Linked DNA regions of Zea mays: region 2 is linked to region 1. Evidence: chromatin contacts called from public Hi-C data. All regions are on one chromosome and are shown on one strand. The core of a region is the stretch at or near the end of the contact, and the rest is flanking DNA. Distances in the headings are between cores, read along the strand shown. Region 1 holds the start of LOC100193199 (putative CRINKLY4-like receptor protein kinase family protein). Region 2 holds the start of LOC103652644 (clathrin heavy chain 1).

The links. Hi-C and Micro-C count contacts between places; a contact is called where the count stands out from the background.
Region 2: a Hi-C map of ear shows a contact between it and region 1, with 1.6 times the contacts expected there. The contact joins the promoter of LOC103652644 here to the promoter of LOC100193199 in region 1. A contact is called at or near these places in 2 of 25 Hi-C or Micro-C datasets (ear and tassel).

What each region holds. Positions count from the first base shown.
Region 1 is chr3:235,086,693-235,092,782 of Zm-B73-REFERENCE-NAM-5.0, reverse strand. It overlaps LOC100193199 (putative CRINKLY4-like receptor protein kinase family protein), which reads left to right and starts at 2,382. Exons shown (of 2, transcript NM_001138353.1): 1 at 2,382-2,836; 2 at 2,914-4,109. The coding sequence starts at 2,426. The coding sequence ends at 3,855.
Region 2 is chr3:235,310,512-235,316,601 of Zm-B73-REFERENCE-NAM-5.0, reverse strand. LOC103652644 (clathrin heavy chain 1) reads right to left here and starts at 3,791. Exons shown (of 29, transcript XM_020550623.1): 1 at 3,456-3,791; 2 at 3,161-3,365; 3 at 2,394-2,482; 4 at 2,081-2,287; 5 at 1,738-1,836; 6 at 1,535-1,643; 7 at 1,281-1,360; 8 at 963-1,190; 9 at 818-883. The coding sequence starts at 3,500.

The sequences.
Region 1 (6,090 bases), core at 1,133-3,632:
TGGCCGAAGTACATGAAGGGATTTGTGGTACTCATCAATCAGCTCCAAAGATGAAGTGGTTGTTGCGAAGGTCCGGTTTTTATTGGCCTAGTATGATAGCTGATTGTTCCAAGTACTACAAGGGTTGCCAAGTGTGTCAAAAGTTCGGCGACCTACAGTTGGTCCCTGCAGCCGAATTACATCCTATCATCAAGCCTTGGCCGTTCAGAGGATGGGGATTAGACTTTATTGGAGAAATCCATCCTTCATCATCAAAGGGACATCGGTTTGTGTTAGTTGCCACTGACTACTTCACCAAATGGACTGAAGCCGTTGCTCTAAAGAACATGACACACAAGGAGGTAATCGAGTTTATAACTGAGCATATTATTCATAGATTCGACATTCCCCAGACCTTAACTACAGATCAAGGTACTTCTTTTATGTCAAAGGAGGTACGTGAATTTGCTGAATTATACAAAATTAAGCTGCTTAATTCATCTCCATATTATGCTCAGGCCAATAGTCAGGCCGAGTCTAGCAATAGGACATTGATTAATTTGATAAAAAAGAAAATATCTGATAATCCTAAACATTGGCATAAGATTTTGTCTGAAGCTTTATGGGCTCATAGGATATCTAAACATAGGGCTACTAAAGTATCTCCTTTTGAGCTTGTCTATGGGCAGGAAGCAGTGTTGCCTGTGGAAATAAGTTTGAATGCTGTCAGGTTCGCCAAACAAAATGATCTAAGTGCTACTGATTATTATGATTCAATGATTGATAATATTGATGAGGTGATCGACAAGAGGATGATAGCTTTGGGAGCAATAGAAAAGGACAAGATCATGGTAGCCAGGGCCTACAACAAGAAGGTCAAAGCAAAATCATTTCAAGTAGGGGACCTGGTGTGGAAGACCATTCTGCCTCTAAGGAATAAAGACCGGAAGTTCGGGAAATGGTCACCAAGCTGGGAAGGTCCTTATAAAGTAAAACAGGTGATGTCTGGCAACGCCTATTTGCTACAAACATTACAAGGCAAGGACTTGCCTAAGGCTTTGAATGGGCGTTTCCTCAAACAGTACCATCCTAGTATGTGGCAAGATGCCTAAGAGAACCGATGTAATCACATCGAGTTAGTTGCCTTTGGTTTGCTCAGCTCCACCAAAAGGCAGGGGGGCATATGTTGAGTTCCATTTTGAGCGGGCGGACGGTCCGGCCCTGAGGCCGGACGGTCCGCGGTCCGGACAGTCCGCGCCTGTGGGCCGGACGGTCCGCGCATTGGCAGAGCAGTTTAGGGTTCCGAGTTTTGTGCTATGTTTGTTGGCTAGATTTGCGGAATTAGCTCGGAATCCAGTCGTGTAAAGGGTCCAGCCCCCCTCCTCTATAAAAAGAGAGGCCTACGGCCGATTTGTAATCATCAATCGAATCAATACAACTTCTATTTCGCATTTTATCCTAGGAGTAGTTCTAGTCTAGTTTAGCCCCTCGATCCCCAAATTCTCCGCCTCTCCTCGACTCTACGTCGATTAGAGGAGTCTAGGTCGGCCTGCCCGAGCCTAGACAACCCCTAGGATCTCTCCTCCCCGACGGGGTCCCTCCCGGGAGCGAGATCCAGGCGCCGTCGGCGATCTTCCGCCGCTCCTGCGCACGCGCGGACCGTCCGGCCGTCAGGCAGGAAACCTTAGCCCCTGCGCCAGGTCGCGGACCGTCCGGCCCCAGGCCGCGGACCGTCCGCGCCTGACCAGAGAGCACCGCCGCCGGTTCTTCTTGAGTATTTGGCGCTCCGAAAAAGCGTCAACACACGCCCATCGCCCCGGCTAGGTCTTAACTACGCGTGACCGTGTCGTGGGCCTGCATGGCCGCGCCGTGTGCGGACCCGGCCGCGCCCTGTGCGGACCCGGTCGCGCCCGTGTCCTTTTTCTGGTCATGACTGTTGACTGAAGGGAGGAAGAAGCCAACGGTAGAACTGTACAAGTGGCAACTCCATCAGGATTATTGCCCTTCACTAGATTTGAAGGTGAAATTTATTTAGCCAAACAGTTTTACAATGAATCTTAGATCCACCAGTGGAGCTACTCCAATATAAAGTCTTAGATTCAGATTCACATTTTTATTAATGAGATTGTTGCAAATAAATCTTTAAAAGTGAAAAAATAAAATCTTTTATATCAGTATGTAAATGAGAATATAGAGAAGGCACATGGAGCCTAGAGGATATTGTTCGAGTAGCTTCTTCTTTGTGGCTAGAAAGAAAGTCAAGTCAATGGCGCATGAGTCGACACGTCAGTTGGGTGGCATGTCCCAATCACCATGTCCATGTACGCGGTGCCGACGAGGTACTCCCTCCCTCCGCTCTCTTTTAAATTACTGGGTGCCTGGGTGGGTGTCTAGGACTAGGAGTCCAGTAGCCTGCTAGCTATCTATCAGTGATCCCTCGCGAACGATGTGGGACGGGCTGGAGAGCGCGGCGACCGTGGCGCAGCTGGTCGGTCTCGACGTCGGCGGCCTCATCACCATGATCGGGCAGGCGGCGCGGAAGGCTCGGCAGAACACCAAGGACTGCGAGCACCTAGCCCGCCGCGTCGGCATGCTCGCGGAGCTGGTCCCCCACCTGCAGGACCCGGAGGCCAGGCGGGCGGTGGCCGGGCTCAAAGATGCGCTCGTGGAGGCTCACCAGCTCATCACATCCTGCCAGAGGAGGGGGCTCACGTCCCAGCTGTTCTCGGCGTCCAGGCAGGCCGACAGGTTCAGGGACGTCGAGCGCAAGATCGAAACCTGCGTGTCCATCATCCCTGTCATCGGCTACATCGGCATAACAAGACGCCTCGATGGTTCGCAATCCCAGTCCCAGCTGGTAAGTGTTCATCGTCGTCTATCCATCGTCAAGTCAACTCTCTTTCTTTCTGTGATGCATGTATTGTCTTGGATCAGTCGGCGGGAGGGGCTGAGGATCGGGAGTTCACGCTGGCGGAGATCGCCGTGGCCACCAACAACTTCGCCGTCGTGCTCAGCAACGACGCCGACACTGGCACCAAGGTATACAAGGGAAGGCTCCTGCAGAACGGGCCTGAGGTGGCCGTCAAGCGCCTCAACCGCGCGCGGCGGGGAGCGGAGGACGCCTTCTTCGCGGAGCAGCACATCCTCTCGCCGCTCCGCCACGACCGCATCGTCCGCCTCCTGGGCACCTGCGCCGACGACGGCGAGCGCATGCTGCTCACCCAGTACATGCCCAACGGCTCGCTCCACGACCACCTGCACGGGCACCACCTGTCGTCCTCGTCGGCGTCGCCGGTGACGGCGTCCTGGAGGACTCGCGTCCAGGTGCTGGTTGGCACGGCGCGCGCCGTCGAGCACCTGCACTGCCACGCCGTGCCTCTCATCATCCACGGCAACGTCGCCTCCTCCAACGTCCTCCTGGACGCCGCCTGGGCGCCGCGCCTGGCCGGCTTCGGCGCATCGGTGTGGCGCGCGGCCGGCGTGGACTCCCAGCCCGTGGAGGTCGCCGGCGCCGCGTCGTGCGGCGGGTACGCCGACCCGGAGTACTGCGGCACGGGCCGGATCAGGCCGGCGAGCGACGTTTACGGCCTCGGCGTGCTGATGCTCGAGGTCCTGACGGGGCAACCACCGGTGGTCAGTGTCTGGGACGCGGCGAAGCAGGGCGTGGTGGCCGTGACCTTGGCGTCGTTCGCGCTGCCGAGCATCCAGGCCGGCCGGCTTGGGGACGTGCTCGACAGGCGTCCGGCGCCGCAGCAGCTCCAGCCGCTGCAGCTGGTGGCCAACATGGCGGCGCGTTGTCTGCATCTGCAGGGGGGTAGTCGCCCGGCCATATCAGACGTCGTCGCCAACCTCGAGCAGGCACTCCGCCTCATATGAAAGCATGTGGACATCTTTGCTTGTACAAAAGTGAACTTGCTTGTCGTTCAGCTAGCTATGATGCTCAAACTGTGTCTGTGTGTACGTTTGGTCCGTGCGAGTCCTCCTAGTAGACCATGGTAGACTTGCAACATTTGCGCAACATCTCCTACTAGAGAAGCAGCAGGGTGCATCAATGATGGTGCCCAAATATGGCTGCCAGCGTCCTTGCATTGCTCCACCATTACCCATGATTTTCTTGATTGCTTTGTCTCATGAAATAATTGTACGAGCAATTCAATAATATGGTGGATCTCTCTACCGTCGATATGGGCGAAGACATAAAATGACCCATAAATTAGCCTTAAAAAGTTGACAAAGCAACTAACATTATATGAGGAAGAAGAGGCTAAAGAGGAAGATGACGAAGATTAGTAGTGGTGTATTATGTGATTTTATTTGCTTAATTATTTATTTCGATAAAATGACGTGTTTTATGCAAAAGGGAAACTAATGTGACCACAAGGTAATTTATAGGCTAAACAAAACTAGAGTGTTATAATAGGTATAAGAGTTGACGGTGATTGATAATAAAATCAATAATACGGTCAGTAGCTATGTGGAGTGCAGGGAGATATATTTGTCCTATAGCGCGCGCGGTCCATGTGGCTGCTTTGAGAACACAGCAGCGATAATAATGCAGCTGGAACTGGGGGAATCTCCATTCAATAATGATCGGGCTAATATAAAGTGTACTACTACTACGTACGTATGTTATTAAACAACTTGTGGGAATTGAAATGAAAGGATTAAGTCCACGTTTGGTTCCTACTGGTTTATTGTTTGCCAGTGGCTAATAAAGAATAATTAGCCGACAAATAATTCGTTAGCAAAAATTAGCCAGTATATGTTTAGAGACTTGGTTACTTCATGTCTTTTTTTCTGTTTATACGATCTATTAGCACCTATTAGCAATGCAAGTTTAAATGGCTAATATGAAAATAGTAAATAGTTTGCCAGTTCTCCGGCTAATAATTAGCTAATTTATTAGCAAGGTCAAATAGAGGCTAAGGTGTTAAAATTAGCCGAAAAACTGTTTGGCACAAAAAATCTAAACAGACAAAACACCAAGTCAGGTCAAGTCAACGGGGCATGGATGCCCATGCCCACTGGTTGGATGCATGTCCCTAGCAGCTTGGATTAATATAATGGTAGTGAACGTGCGTGTTGGGCTTGGGCATGACCTGGTCGTCGATGGAGATGGAGAGTTATGTCTTAATTGGATGAGCAACTAGCAGCAGTGGATAGTCGTCGTCCTTGTCGCCGTCCCGTTAGTTATATTATTCCACTTGTGCTAATAATGTATACTCCATGTGCTGCTGCTGCATATGCTGTTGCAGAATAGGAAATAGGATACGACATGGACATGGGTATATATGTCTCGTTCCGTGGAAGACAGACCACAATGCCACGTAACGTGTTAGCAGTTGACTCGTATGGTGTTAACAATAGCAGTGGACAAGCACAATCCGAGAAACAGAGTTTGGGGAGGAGCAGATAGCTTGGAGAGGAAGAAGAACAATAGTGACAGCGTAGATTCTTCTCTGCCCTCCTCTGTTACCCTCTCTCACTCTAATACTCCTATTACAAGGTCGGCCCATCAGGCGACCCAGTCGCGGCCCACGAACTTGGGATTGGGCTTGTGCGGACGCCGGCTGGTTCTTGGCTCTGCTGGAGTGTTTTCTGTGGAGCTGTTGCTCGCGCTGCTAACATTCCCCCCTCCATGCGAGGATGCTTGTCCCCAAGCAGCAGCAGTTGGAAAACGTTGGCGTAAGGCAACTTCATCTTCCCAGGTATCCAAAGCCGGTTCGGCGCCAGACCAGCGCACCAGCGCTTGACGAACATCGTGTCCGCCGCGCGAAATGGACCGCCGAGCCATCACCTGAATAGGAAACTGGACATCCACATTATCAGGAGGTAAGGACGGGCTCACCAAAATAGAAGGTTTGACGCTAGGCGTAAGTTGCGACACATGAAACACTGGATGAATGGAGGAAGAGGTTGGCAGCTCCAACTTGTAGGCCACAGCTCCAATGCGCTGAAGAATTTTGAAAGGTCCAAAATACTTGTAGGATAATTTGTGATTAGCGCGCACCGCTACAGAGCTTTGGATGTAAGGTTGCAATTTAAGGTACACCATATCACCCACAGCGAACACACGGTCAGACCGTTTTCTGTCAGCTTGGTGTTTCATGC
Region 2 (6,090 bases), core at 2,542-5,041, 220 kb before region 1:
GTTTGGGAGTATAATATGCATGAAAAGTAGTTTCTATAAGAAGTTCATGAACATATAGTACATGATTTTGAAGCTCCAATTTTTCAGAGATACTCCTTCATTTCATTTTTACTAGACGTGTTAGATTTTGAAAAGTCAAACTTCGTAAATTTGGCCAACAATAGGTCTAAAAGTTAATGGATAGGTTCATATTTCAGATATTTGTCACTAAGATATTGATTTTGTAGCAATTGATGGTACATTGTAAGATAAATTGGTGATCAAGTATATCTCGGAAGACTTCTCCAGATCAAGAAAATGAAAAAAACATTTGTGTGTACAACTGTAACATGCCTACTACAAATGGAGGTGGTACACCGTGGTAGTTTACGAGAGAGAAAATGAAAAAACATGTGTGTACAACTGTACATTTATAAATCCCTGAGACTTTGTGAAGCTTTAACAAAAAGAATTTGGTACATGCATATAGCTCTTGGGAATCACCAGGCAGCATAAGCCACAAGCACCCATCCAGCAACGTCAACGATCAAGAAAAAAAACAGCTGTTTCGATACCCCCAATGTTCAATTATTGGTGTTTCAAAATATATAAATATATCTGGGACTGAAAATTATGGTCTCAAGAAAATTAGGGTCACATAGTTCAATGGTATAGCAAGGAACGGTACTGTGGTTTACAGAGAAAATATATTACTACACAGAAAAAGGAGGCACAGAGAAATGAGAAACTAGGCAAGCAAATAAGCTGCATCAATGCAGCCAAGGAAGTACCACCAACGTAACAGCATCCACATGTTCATCTTGTTAATAGAGCTTACCAAGTTCTCAGCGCCTGGAAGGTTAGCTCTCTTGGCCAGATTCACAGCAAGCTCAAGGTTGTTTAACTGCATATCAAGTTGTGTTAAAAGAATTACCTAATGTATAGATCAGGAAAGGAGGACCAGAAAGTGTAGAAGAACATACTTGGCCACTGACAAAAGGTACAACAGTTGCATCATTAACTGTGGCATGTAAAACCTGCCCTCTTCTGTTGATGGCATAAAATCCACCAGTAGAGGAAGATTCCGCCGTCAAGAATATAGGGTCTGGACTGATTCTATTTCTGTAAACTGCCGCGGCAGTTTCCAAGTCATATACAAACAAAAGGCCAAGCTTAGTAATTACATAGATAAGCCCATACTTTTGTGAAACCTGCAGCGAAGATAGAATAAAAACATATTAGGTCTAACAATTACACATCTTTCCCCTATGAGTGTACAATTTTTTCCATAAAACGCTAACCTGCATAGCTACAGGAAAATCATCCTGGAAATCTGGGGGGAAGAAGAGGTCGGCTTGTTTCTTAGAAAAACCAGGTTTCCCTACAACCAAACAATCAATAAGAACAATGGTGAATTGGTGATATCAGTATACTGCAATGTTTTTAAAAAAAACGAATCTCGCACAAAAAATAACCAGTGTGGTACGAGAAGTTTGAGATGTAGCACTAGAAAGAATAAAAAACGCAATCAATTTGGTGATTTTTAAATACAAACCTGGCTGTGCACCCAGTTCAATAACATGCAACTTTGAAGTGATCTGTCCAGCATTAGTTGTCTTTGAGGCGAAACAAATAAGAGTTGATGGATTCTCATTACCAACAACCTGGACAGATAAGATAAAGGTTGCTAAATAACTAAATACCAGAAATAAAACAAGAATATAAGGTAATAAGCATCATAAATAACTGAAAGGGTACCTTAAATGTTGCAAAAGATGCTGCGTGGGCTTCAAGTGCCTGGCTACGCTGTTGATCGACAGAAAAAAGTTGCATATTTCCCTTCACCAGTTGTGGCCTCTGGTTGCACGAAAATGAGGGAGCGACAATATGAGAAGAATGTACAACCAAGTACTACGTAAAAACTAATTACTACCTACAGAAACTGCCATGTTTGTTCAACTACAAAATGACTGAGCTTTACAGAGACATTGTTGTTTATCATAAGAGGATTGAAATTTCAGTAATATTTGCTTTCAACACTCATTTGACATGTGCTCTGCTGTAATGATGTAACTAGAAATAAATTTCAGTAAGAGAATACCTCTGGGGCTCCAGGTGCAATTCCAATAAGTACAAGCCACTTCTCCGCTGGGTCACATCGATAGTTGATGATCTGATTGTTTGCCAGATTAGCTGTCCTATCAAACATCTTCAAGGGCTCAGAATCACCTTCAATCGACCAGTGGTAAACAGATGTTTGTGTCACTAAACCCAACAATTTGGGAGTGATCCATTTCCAGAATACAACCTGCAGTTGAAAAGTAAATATATCGAACATGTTACTTCAAGTACATCTCATTGACAGCTAGGAAAAGAGTCATATGCAAAAAATCATATTGAAAAGTCTTTTGTACCTGCTCCGGCATCTGGTGGGACTTGACCTTAGTCTTAGCCTCGATGTTGAATATTTGGAGGTGATCCTGTGTTGTTCCAGGTATTTGGGCTGCAAAAAATCAGCAGATGTTTACCATTTTTACAACTATTCTCAAACTATACGTTAAGCAGCTATATATAGCTACTGGTACTCGATGTCTGAACCAGTCATTTGATTTGGTAATTGCTAGCATCAATATCCATGCTGTAGTAGAGTATCCGAGCCAACAGCAATGTGACAAGTAAGAACTCCGTGCTCGAACATAAGTTAAACAAGCAATGCCCAATTATAAGAAAATAGGAAGCCGTCGATCCAATGTGAGCAGCAACACCGAAGACTAAAACAGAGTAGAATTACAATCCTAATGGTTCCATGCTATGCTAAACTAAATTGGATCTGGCTTGTTGCAGTGACAATGACTATATGAATTACAAATGTATGGCAGGCTAGAATTATAGCACCCCATGTTGCCAGAGCCTCGTTCGTTCTACATGGCTTGCACACAGGATCAGGCTGCACAGATCTTAAGCAAAGGCTTGATGTCACTATCTAGTGCAAAATTCAGCCGCCATAGTAGGAAACCAGAAACTTAGGTCGCTGCGGAATTCCTAGAGAGGCGACTGACTATTCAACAGGGACTTTGACTAGAATGGGCATGATGAGAATGAGATCCCACGAAGTGGAGTGCACCGAATGGGCTAGATCTATAGGAGGTGCGGGCGGTAGGTAGAGGCAGCAAGTCCGAACCTTTGAGGGCGAGGATCCTGGTGTTGGGGTTCATGAGGGCGGAGTCGGCGGTGATGGGCCGTCGGAGCGGCTGCATGGGCATGGCCATGTCGATGATGACGACGCTGTTCTGCGGGGAGGTCTCGCGGACGCAGATGTACTTCTCCGACTCCATGGTGACGTGGGTGAAGGTGACGAACTGCGGCGCGATGCCCAGGCTCGTGAGCTGCGGATAACGAGCAACGAATGATCGGTGAGTGAGTGGATGGAGATCTGTACTGCATAATAGAGGAGAGGGAGGTGGCGGAGGTATTACCGTGAGCGCCTCGCGCATGGCGATGGGGGCGTTGGCCGCCGCCATGGCAACGGGCGGCGGTGCCGAGATCTCTCTCGGCTAGCCTGAGGTGGAAGGGGGAGGGAGGCAGTCGGGATCCGGGGAGAGAAGGAGAGATCTGATCTAAGCAAGCGACGCGACGGAACCAACCAGCACAACACAGCGGTGCGGGCCGCGGGGAGCCGGGGAAGGGGAAAGGAGAGAGAGAAGACAGCACGAGATGCCGGGGAATTTTTAGTTACCCAGGAGGTTGAAGAGGATAATCCCTTTTGGCTGCCATCCCTTTTTATTCAATTTCAATCCTCTCACCGCATCTCTAACTGGACAAGTTTTTAGTGGCGTCCCTACCATGTGAACATGATTCAATCTGAGACAGTGTTAGTTTACCAAGGCCTTGTTCGTTTCTATCAGATTGGTGGGTCGGAACAATTCCTAACCGGATTGTTTCTCTAATTTATATAAACTTTGATTAGGGGGAACGATTCCGGGTGCAATTCGACATAAGCGAACAAGCCCTAAAGGGCAAAACAAAAATTGCAAAGGAAGTGACAGATGCTATTTTTTATTTTTTATTACTGTCTTCATTCTAAATAAATCAAAAAATCACCACTGATTTATAACGACTTAGGCCTTGTTTAGATGCAACTTAGTTTTTAAGAAAACAGTTTTTATCTTTTAGCTATGAAAAAACTTTTAGCTATGAGAGATCATCTTTTTGGTTTTTAAGAAACTGATAATCTAATTTCTATAAACTGAGTCATAAAGTGGTACGTTTGTAATCACCTCAATTTCTATAAACCGGTATCATAAAAATTGTGTGCTTCCAAATATGGCCTTAATTTTGTGAACATGGTGTAGCTAATGATCATAGAAGAAACATGAGAGCTCGTGATAATAAAAGCAAAAACTACATATAAAGTCAAATCTCTAATATACTTAAAGCATCAGTTTCATCGGCCGTCTCACGTCATAATTTTATAAAAAACCATCACCTTTTCTTTAATCGGCCAACACTTCTATCCTCCTCTTCCTAGCGTCAGGTCCGGAGGAGACGGTTCAGTCTATCACATGATCCGATTCTCCGCGCTTAACCGAACTCCATCGATATAAACTCCCTCCTCTACTTCCCCAATCAATCGCGCAGCCGCCGCCACTCCCCTCCTCTCTCCACATCGCAGGAGCTCAAGGCCACCACCAGCCACATCAAGCAGTTCTCGCAGGACCTCACCAAGGGCTTCACGTGCACCCAGAGTCGCGCCAATCTCGCGGCGGGGGAGCCACCGCCCACCGCACCCTCGGCACCGACACCGCCCTCGAGGCCCACACCCAGCGCCGCCGCTGCGCGTAGCTCGACCGCACCAAGTCCGATGCGCAAACTTGTTGTTTTCTAGGCGGCGGGGATGGCATGCTCGAGACGGCGTATGGCGTGCCAACTACGAGGAAACCTAGGCTACGACAATGATCGTTGTCCACGAACGCGAGCTTGTCCCACCGCACAACCTCCGCGAGACCTGCCGCGGAGAGCGATGCTAGATCGGAGTGGCGCAGGATGGTGGTGACGATGAAGTGTTGCTTCTCGTACGTGGCCGGCACCACACCCTACTATAGTCGTTGCTCTTCGGGCCCCTTTTCCGACGACGACTTCCATGCTGTCTCCACCGCCATCTCCGGGAAACCCCAGTAAGATATCCATCTGCCCATGTTTCTATCGCCACTCGCAGCCCAACTGCTCTACGAAATGCTCCTATAGCAGTATAGCCTGTATAGTTAGCCTACACAGTCTTGTCATTCTGTGTGCCTTTTCCATGTCCACTAATATATCGCAATAGTTGATGCAAAAGACAAGAACGTAGTAGCAAGGTGTCAAAAATACAGAAATATCAAGTAACTAGGAATCTCTAGGATCCAGCAAAGGATTAGGCCACTCTGAGTTAGTCAAGTGCAGATTTTTGTCTTTTGAGATGTCTTACCTGGTCTCACAATTAAGGCCTCGTTTGGTTACTGTGACTAAATTTTGGTTTGACTTCACTCCTAAGCAGTTTGTAGTTTCATGAGTTTTTTTCCGCGTTTTGATTTGGGCTGACAGTTGATTGAACCACTGCACAAAAGAGGGATTTTGAGTGATAATATTCAATTATTATTGTTGATTGAAAGGTAGGCTGATAGGTGGATTTTTGAGCAATAACCTTTAATCCAAAGTTTCCATTTAACATAGCATGTCACCATACATGTCAAGTTTACCTTTTGACTCAAGAGCACTTGCCATTGGATAACATTTGTTTATGGACTATCATGTCCATTTGAATAAAGCAAACACTGATTTCCACAAATGTTGTTTGGTTGGTACACTTGCATTTATGTATGTGAGAACTAATAATGCAATTCGTTCTTTATATTTTACTTAAATTCTGATGTCATTCAGGTTCTCGTGCAAGATTTTAACTATGTTGTCCAAGAAAATATTCTTCTTTGGGTAGTTCTTACATAATCATTTCCATGATATTACAATAAAGTATATGTTTACTTGTCATCCATTATATTTGGTGAAAATTTATACTCCTTTGTGATCTCAAATTGTTCATGTGCACGCCAAGAATCAACAATGAGTATACAGCAG